Linked DNA regions of Pan troglodytes: region 2 is linked to region 1. Evidence: chromatin contacts called from public Hi-C data. All regions are on one chromosome and are shown on one strand. Each heading gives the region's core, a stretch centred on a gene start, on an enhancer-like site or on the middle of the called end of the contact. The rest is flanking DNA. Distances are from core to core; before and after follow the strand shown.

Region 1 (4,557 bases), core at 1,195-3,694:
AGCCGAGATCATGCTACTGCACTCCAGCCTGGGCAACAGAGTGAGACTGTCTCAAAAAAAAAAAAAAAAGAAAAAGAAGTGATAACTACGGGGAATGGAGTTTCTTGTGGAATACTAAAAATGTCCTAAAACTGACTGTGGTGATGGTGATGGCTGAATGATTGTAAACATGCTAAAAGCCACACACTTTAAATGGGTGAACTGTACAGTATGTGAATTATATCTCAATAAAGCTGTTTTAAAGTGCCCTTGGAGAGTATATCACCTCCTTTGGGAAGGAAATTTTAATGAGGGAACTTTGATTCTTCTAGCCATCCCTTGTTTCCAAATGCCTTCCTGCTCCTTCCTATCAATGATTCACTTTGCTATTCCCATCCTCTGCTCACTGCACTATCTAGCTCAGGTTTACACCTTTCCTACGAAAACGACTGGGCTATTAGTTTTGTTTTGTTCTTCAAGTCCACCTCCACTCTAGTGGACTTTAGTGTCCTTTCTTACACACCTAGTCTCCTTCTGTCCCAGCTCACATAGTAAAACAATACATATACACAGAATAGTGGCTAAACACCTGCCACACCATGAAAAAAAGAATGAGGATAAACGACCGCACAAAAGCACAGGTTTGGGAGTTTTAACTAATTTGGTTCCAATCAAAGCATTTGGCCAAGTTACTTTAAATGTCACTGTCAGTTTCCACTGCTGTAAAATGGGGAAAACTAATGTATCTAATTGCATGTGGTTATTATAAAAATTAAATGATTAATATGATGCCTGGTCATGAAGGTCCTCAATAAATAATAACTGCTATTTATGGAAGTCTTATGCCCAGTTTTTCTCATGCTGTCATTCGGCAGCTCAGCCTCTATGTCAAAAAGCCAACAATAAAAGCAGGCTGTTGGCGCCATCAAATTGTTCACCATCAGTATTCCTATTTGTTCTAACCCATCTAACTCACAGATCCCAGTCTATTCCTGATACTTTGGCTTTTTTACTTCAATTTGTTTTCTTATTTCTGGGCTCACTTTAACCTCAAACATGTTTAGTATTGCCTTTCCAGTTCCATGTCCCCTTCTCAACCAAAATCTGCTTACTGCCTTAATTTTATACTTTAAGCCACTCTGGACAAATTGTTTACCCACAGTACCAAAGCACTCAGTATCCTATTCTTCCTAAAAGCATATCATGAAATCAAAACAAGACGGACTTTAGAAAGAATTATGATAAAAAAGCTTACAACCTTACAAGGTACTACTTGGCAGCCATGAAATGATGCAGCAGACATAGCTAATGGCATGAAACGATGTTTATAATACAGTAGGGCTGAGCTGGAGGCATTTTACAAAAGTTTACAGAATATGATTGACATCTGGTAAGGAATTTTAAAATGTGTATATATGCAAACAGAGTTACGCTGAAACAAGATAATCAACAACAAAACGTTAAGATAAAGTTAAATATATTAAGGCAGATTTTATTCTATTCTTTTGATCTGCTGTATATTCTAAATTTTCTTCAATGAATGCAAATTACTTTTGTTTTAAAAAAATATTTTAAGGACTTTTAAAAAAGAATTAATTTAAAGATTGCAATGCCTCTTAGCATTTTCTTACCAGCCACTATAGTATGGCTCAGGAGTCAGAAAAACCAGGGTTCAAATCCCTATTCTACCACTTATTATATGTACGACTTTGGCACATCACTTAATGCTTTTAAGGCTTGCTGTTCTCATGTGGAAAATGAAGAGGAAACTCCTAGCCAAGTACTTGGCACATAGTCTTCCATAAATACCAGTGCCCTTAACTCTTCCACTCCTTTACCCTATGACAGTGGTTCTCAAGTTGAGTGTGTATAAGAATTACCAAAGCATGTTAAAACAGATTACTGGACCCCATCCTCAGAGTTTCTGATTCAGTAAGTCTGGGGAAGAGGCAGAGACCATGAATAAAGGTAAGTTCCCAGGTGATGCTGATGCGGCTGGATTTGAAGCCACACTTTGAGGATACTGCTCTAGGCAATAAGACTTACAAAGTCTTCTTACAACATGTTATACAGGTATGAAGTGCTCTTTCACATCAAAAGTATTTCAGGAATACATGCTCACTGGATACTGAATTAAATTAGAAGCTAATACTGCACATCCACCCAAAAGGCCAACCTTACAACATGGGATAATTCACCCCAGCACATTGAGGGAATTGGTCTTCCACTTAAAGCAGTCAGCAAATAACAATTATTAACACTGCATTTAGAATATTCTGGTTCCAGCATGGGAGAAAACATGAGAATGCAGACACAGATCAGACAAATGAAGAGATGGACAAGAGAATCCACTGCAAGAAGTTCTGTGCCTGTCTGGTAAATTCATCTGGGGCAGAGGGGCAGATTCTGTTGTGTCACAGAACACTTGCTTTGCTCTGGGTGCCCTCTGTTGACAAAAACTGACATAGCCACTTCCTTCCCTCCCTTTTCTCCTCCCACCCTAGGGCCAAGAGTCCCTCTAGTGTGACTCAGACTTGAGGCAAGGTTTCCAGTTAGAAAATTTTCCTAAGCCCATATGTAGGCAAGACAGACCTTTCCTTCCTCCAGCTTTCCTAAGTCCCCTTCTCTGTGTGCTTGTATCTGCAGCTTATCTCCAAACAGGTTAATTGTTTCAGGACCATGGAACAAAAAGTGAACAGCATTTAGCATAATGATATGTGAAATTTAAATCACAATTGCATTTCATTTTAGAAATGGCTAGTATTCACACAGAGGGAATAAACTGAGTTTGTAAATAGTGTCAAATACAATGTGAAACTCTGTTGGTATTAAGAATACTGATAAGGCCGGGCATGGTGGCTCATGCCTGTAATCCCAGCACTTTGGGAGGCCATCGTGGGCAGATCACGAGGTCAGGAGTTCGAGGCCAGCCTGACCAACATGGTGAAACCCCATCTCTACTAAAAATACAAAAATCAGCCGGGCATGGTGGCTAATTTTCCAGCTAGTCAGAAGGCTGAGGCAGAAGAATTGCTTGAACCTGGGAGGCAGAGGTTGCAGTCAGCCAAGATTGCGCCACTGCACTCCAGACTGGGTGACAGAGCTAGACTCCATTTAAAAAAAAAAAAAAAAAAAAACTAGACATGTCTAAATCAGGACTTTGGTCTATGGGCTACTTGTTTTTGTAGAACCCACACACAGACTACCAGCTAAGATAGCTTTTACATCTTGTAATGACTGAAAGAAAAAATCAAAAGAAAAACGACATTTCATGACATATAAAAATTATATGAAATTAAAATTTCAGTACCCACAAATAAAGTTTTACTAGAATAGAGCCACAATCTTTTGTTTACTATAATCTAAGCCTGCTTCCCTGCTACCGTGCCAGAGTTCCTGAGTAGCTCTAACAGAGACCATATGGCCCAGATGCTCTCAGATGCTTTACAGAAAGTTTGCCCCCTCCTGTTTTAAACTATTGATAAATGTGACACCTGAACCTTCAGTCAGGTATGAAGTGCTGGGTTTGAAGTCCTATGGCTCTGTCTTAGCAATGACTTCCCCCAACATTTAGTGTGAGTCCTGCACGTGGTGAGGGGTCAGCCTACACTGCCTAACACACTCCCCTTGCATCCACAGAAGCTGAAGGTACTGTGCTAGATTTCTGGCATGTTTTTTGGCTAATACTTATCAGCAATCCTATAAAAGCATCCCATCTTACAAATGAGGAAGTAAGCCTAAGGGAAGTTAAGTATCAGTCCAAACTGGAATTTGAACTCAGGTCTGTCTGACACCAGAGTTCTTTGATCATTCCTCACTGGTTTTCAAACTGTCTTCCAGTCAGCAGAGCCTTATGGGGGAAAGGGCTCCAGGCCTTTCATATCTTTTTTTTCTTTTTTCTTTTTCCTTTTATTTCCCCAACTTCTTACACTTCCATATTGTTTTAGAGATAGGGTCTTTTGTCGCCCAGGCTGGAGTGCACTGGCACAGTCAGCTCACTGAAGCCTCGAACTCCTAGGTTCAGGCCATCCTCTTGCCTCAGCCTCTAGAGTAGCTGAGACTACAGGTGCACACCACCACATCTGGCTAACTTCCAAATCTTTTCTAGGAGGACCATTCCATTTGCCTTTTAAATAAATTGTGGCCAAGGAATTGGTTTTTTTTAAAAAGCCAATTTTATGCCACTTATTACCACCCTTGGCAAATCTCTCAGGAAACTGCAAATCTTGATTTCCTCATCTGCCAATGGAGATTAAAACCCTTCCCCCCAACCCAAATAATAAAGACTCACTGGGGTCTTACCAAAGATCAAATGAGAATGGGTATGAAAGCAATACCCATTACAGGTATTACAGCAATACCTGTAAACTATACAGGACTATAGATATATAACACATAACTATCACCCCTTAGTAAATAGGGAAGCAAGTGGGGAACATAATGTTTGCTGCTGAGCAAAGAAAAATTAAGCATGCAAGTAAAATGCAAAAAAAAAAAATTCAAGTAAAAGTAAATAAATGCCCAGTGCAAATATCAACCCTGGAATTTAACACATTTATTTTAAAACCCAGATTCACT
Region 2 (4,557 bases), core at 1,484-3,983, 110 kb after region 1:
AGTGAGCCGAGATCGTGCCATTGCACTCCAGCCTGGGCAAAAAAAAAAAAAAAGAGAATGTATAGAAAGAAAATAAACAAAGAACATCCACAAATACACGAAGTGAAAAAAGGATTCTCAGAGGGATAGCTCTCAGCTGCCAATTTGTACCCCCAAGGACCTAACCACTCTTTCCTCTGCACACCCCTGCGAAGTCCCTACACACTGCTCCATTTCCAAATATCACTATCTTTAGCCAATTTGAAGGCAACCAACAGATAATAGGCCCCAGGAGTAAATGAGGGAAAGGGACGGGGGTCTCACTATTAACTAGGATTGACAGAAATGATAAATGAATACATACAGACATATATATACATACACACACACACACACACACCAAGTAGAACCTGCTCACCAACACCTACATCCAGTCTTCCCTCCTTATCATCCAATATTAGCTCACCTCACCTGAAGTCTCCCACATTCCTGTCTTTTTTGCCATGGCCCTGAGCTTTTACTTCTCACAATCCCTCTGCCTGACAGAGTTCTAATGGAAAATAAAAGCAGGCAAACAAAACAAAAGAATTCAAAAATAAACACCAAGAGGGTCATTTTACCTAAATCAACAGAAGTAACAGGGTAAACTCTGCAAAGGAGACCAAGAAGCATACAACAAACACGCTAGGCTTAAATACAGCTCCGTCCCTAACACAGGAAGTCAGGCAGAGGCTTGAAAAGCAGGGAGCAGAGCACAGGAAGTCTTTCAGCACTGCAGAGATTTCCAAGAGTGGTGTAATGGAGACAGCACAGGAATAGGAATTAGAAGACCAGGCTTCTAGTTCTAGTTTTACTATTAGCTAACTGGGTGGCCTTACCCAAGTCACCATCTTCTCTGGACTTCTGATTCCCCATCTATAAAATAAGGTGGTTAAAACAAGCTGGGACTCGAATCTCCTCCAAAAAAAACAAAGATGAAAACTATTGACTCTCCTCCACCAAAAAGTGCACATCACCTACTATGAGTAAGAATCTTCCAAGTCTTTCCAGGTTAGGAACCCCTGGAAAAGATGATGTCTAGTCCTCCTAGCATCCCTCTAACATCCTACGGCTCTGAGAGAATTAGGCACAAGTCTGCACAACTGTTGGTAGGTGAGACTCATCATGTCATAGCAGTATTTTCTGGGCAAAGACCAAACCGTAAAACCTACAAAGGTTTCAAGGTCTTCTTCAAAACTATGAAGTCGGCTGACATCAATACCTTTCCCATTCCCTACCCAAATTAACCACCTTTATCTTTCAATCCAGAATTGAGAATCCAGTCTTCTAATAGCCCTATAAATTTTTTTTTTTTTATAGCCCGGGACATTAAAGAGCTATTTTGTGTCCTGGTGATGTAGAATGCAATTGGCAAAGAACAGGAGGGACATGTCTAGTGTCTCCCTTCAGACTCATGAGTATGCTCCACAAAGTTAATGAGACTGAGCACCACCGTGTCCCCATAACATTACCAAACTCCTTGTACTTCTCACACTCTGTGTGATTTAACCCACAATCTCAGCCACATCCCCTCGGGGCTCTCTCGAGGAGTTTTCTTGCTTTTCACTCCTCTCATTGAAATGCCACTTCTCTTCCCCATCCCAGCGTGTGCCCAGGGCTGCCAAAAGGTACTCCCTCTTCTCGGGAGGTTTCCCACCAGATCTCCTTTTCCTCGACTCAGTCCAGAGAACCCAGGATTTCCCGGCTTCCACTCCACCCCAAGGCACTAAGGAAGGATTTGAAGAAATGGAATCCATCTCAACCATGTTCGATTTCCCCCCAAAACCTATCCACTCGTCGTGCCTCCTGGCCCCTCAGGAATCAGGACCCTCTCGGGCACACCACGTTCAGTCCTGCAACCTTCGTTCCTAGCCCGAGCTCGCCCCACCTTCCAACCAGGCCCCGACTGGCCCCCCATCCCACCTCCAACCCAGGACTCCCGGAGGCCCTCCCTCTCTCCAAGCCGGAGAGCCCGGGGTCGACCCTCACGCCCACCCCCGCAATAACTGGGCGCCCCGTCCCGCGCGGTCACCTGCATCCCGCCGCCACCGTCGGCCGCCGCCTCCTCAGTGCGCGGCCGCTTGCTCAGGCCGGGATCGGCTCCGTCTCCTCCCGCTCCGGGCACCGGCAGCTCCAGCTCCGACTCCCGCTTCATGCCCCGGGCGGCGGCGCCGGGCCCGAGCTGAGGCGGCTGCTGCGGCTGGGCGCCCTCCGCCATCCGCCCGCGCCCCCCTCGCCTCCGGGAGCCGGGCGACCCGCGACAGGCCACCTCCCCCTGGGCCTCGGCCCCGACTGTCGCGACAGGCGGGCGCGCGCCTGCCCCCGCCCCCGCGTGCGTGCGTGCGTGCGCGCGCGCGGACTCCGCGCCCCTCCGCGGCTCGCGCCCGCCGCTGCTTGCCTGGCCGCTTGCTCCCCGCCCGCCCGCCCGCCGGGTTGTCGGCGCGGGGCCGCTGGCGGGTCGTGATGAGCACTCGCTCGCGCCCCCGCACGCACACGCGAAACCCGGCCCGGCCCGCCGCGCCGTCCCGCCTCTCGCACTCCCGGAGCTCGCCCACCGGCCGCGCTGGCTCACACTCTCCCTCACAGCACGCCGGCCGAGGGAGGAAGGGGGCGGTCCGGGCTCCCGAGGCGTGGGGAGGGCTGTTTATTTTGCGGGGAGGAGGGGCGCGAGGCAGGAACGAGCTGACTGGCCGGGATCCTCCGACCCGCCACTGTGGCAGCACCGGGAAGGCGGGGAGAGAGAAAGAGGGAGGGAGGGAGGGACCGGGATGTAGAACTCTAGCCCGCGCGGGAGGCTACGGCGAGGGGGGAGGTGGCGGCCCGTGGAGGGGGCGGGGCCATGCCCCCTCGGCAATCTCCGTAGTCTCGTCGCTGGCTGCCCGAGGGAGGCCGGGAAGCGATCGGGGAAGCTCGGGAAGCTCGGGAATCTCCGGCACGGGCCCGGGATTGTCCTGGAGGCTCAGCGCGGCTGGAGTGCGGGGCAGCGCGGGGGGAGGCGGGGTCTGTCTCCTTTCTGGGCGGGGCCGTATCCTGGAGCAGGCGGGGCTTGAGAGACCCGAAGGCCAGGGAGTGGCTCCTGCTTGCGGGACTAGTTGTACAGAGTTAAGTCCTGAGTTTACCCGCCTGAGCACCTTGGTTCCCGGAGAAGGAATGGGCACTCTGTGAGAGGCAGGCTATTTGCCTGCTTCCCCTCCCGCAGAAGAAAAAAGGTCTCGAGTTGGAAGGTCGAGGAATGAAGCCACCCCTCTATGGTTCACCCCAGTTCTGAGAGCTTTTACTCTAACATAACTCACATTCCTAATGAAGTTAGTAACAATACCCGATGTTTGTAAGAGCTTTAGGGTTTGCACAATGCATCCACAGACCCGTTTCAAACTGGTGATATAAGTAGATACCATGATCTCCATTTCATTGATGATGAAACTGAACCTTAGTTAAATCCTGCAGCAAAAAAGTGGCAGATCCAGAATTCAGAACACGAGAGCATATTCTCTTTCTCCGTACCTTGCTGCCTGAGGAGCACTTTATGACTTACCAACTTCGTGGAGATAGAGATATCTGTGCAATAGATTCTCTCCCCTACCAGACTGTGAGGACAAGGACTGCAGTGACTTTCTCTGCGTTCCATCTCGTCCCCTGTACGTTATAGAAATAAAAGGATATTGCGTGAATAACCTGGATTCTAATCTTGGCTTTGCTAACTAGCTTAAACAAGTTACTTCATCTCTTTGGACCTCAGCTCCATCATTGGTAAAATGAGATGGTTTGGATCAGTGGCTTTCAACCAAGGAGAAATTTTGCCATTCCACCACCTCCACTCCCACATTTGTCAGTGACTGAAGGCATTTTTTTTTTTTTTTTTTTTTTTTTTTTTTGAGACAGAGTCTCGCTCTGTCGCCCAGGCTTAAGTGCAGTGGCGCGATCTCGGCCGACTGCAACCTCTGCCTCCTGGGTTCAAGCGATTCTCCTGCCTCAGCCTCCCCAGTAGCTGGGACTACAGGTGTGCGCCACCAACTAATTTTTGTATTTTTAGTAGAGATGGGGTTTCACCATGTTGGCCAGGCTGGTCTCGAACTCCTGACTTCAGGTGATCAGCCTGCCTCGGCCTCCCAAAGTGCTGAGATTACAGGAGTTAGCCGCCGCGCCTGGCCGACTGAAGGCATTTTTGATTGTTACAGTTGGGAGGTGCTGCTGGCATCTAGTGTGTAGAAGCCAGGAATGTTGCTTGACATCCTATCATGCACAGGACGGTCCCCCCCAGGAGAGTTATCCAACCCCGAATGTCAATAGTGCGGAGGTTGAGAAACGCTGGGTTAGATGATTTCCAAGGTCATTTCCAACCAGTGTGTGATTTGGCCTTTGAACCTGGGTTTAACCTGGCTGGGGCTGGAACAGTACAACAGTAAAGATCCCTGCTTTAGAGTCAGACCAACCCAGATGAGAACGCAGGCTTCCCCACCTCCTGCCCACGTAATCTGGGACCAGTGGTGACTAAGAACTTCCATATAAAAGGTGTTTGGGGATTGCAGACTGGTTGAA

What was found. Hi-C and Micro-C count contacts between places; a contact is called where the count stands out from the background.
Region 2: a Hi-C map of stem cell-derived neural progenitor cells shows a contact between it and region 1, with 2.5 times the contacts expected there. The contact joins the promoter of RBFOX2 here to the enhancer-like site in region 1. A contact is called at or near these places in 2 of 7 Hi-C or Micro-C datasets (blood and stem cell-derived neural progenitor cells) and 1 of 1 datasets of contacts at active chromatin or transcription factors (stem cell-derived excitatory neurons).

The regions. Positions count from the first base shown.
Region 1 is chr23:38,018,282-38,022,838 of NHGRI_mPanTro3-v2.0_pri, forward strand. All of the region lies in intron 2 of RBFOX2 (RNA binding fox-1 homolog 2), which reads right to left. It also overlaps the pseudogene LOC129138400. Among named protein-coding and RNA genes, the nearest start is that of RBFOX2, 110 kb to the right of the region's middle. Within about 2 kb of position 2,445, at least 2 of the 24 cell types and tissues checked have an H3K27ac peak or open chromatin away from gene starts, as enhancers often do. A contact at or near this core is called in stem cell-derived neural progenitor cells, where this site is marked.
Region 2 is chr23:38,125,042-38,129,598 of NHGRI_mPanTro3-v2.0_pri, forward strand. It overlaps RBFOX2 (RNA binding fox-1 homolog 2), which reads right to left and starts at 2,734. Exons shown (of 14, transcript XM_054675457.2): 1 at 2,051-2,734. The coding sequence starts at 2,236.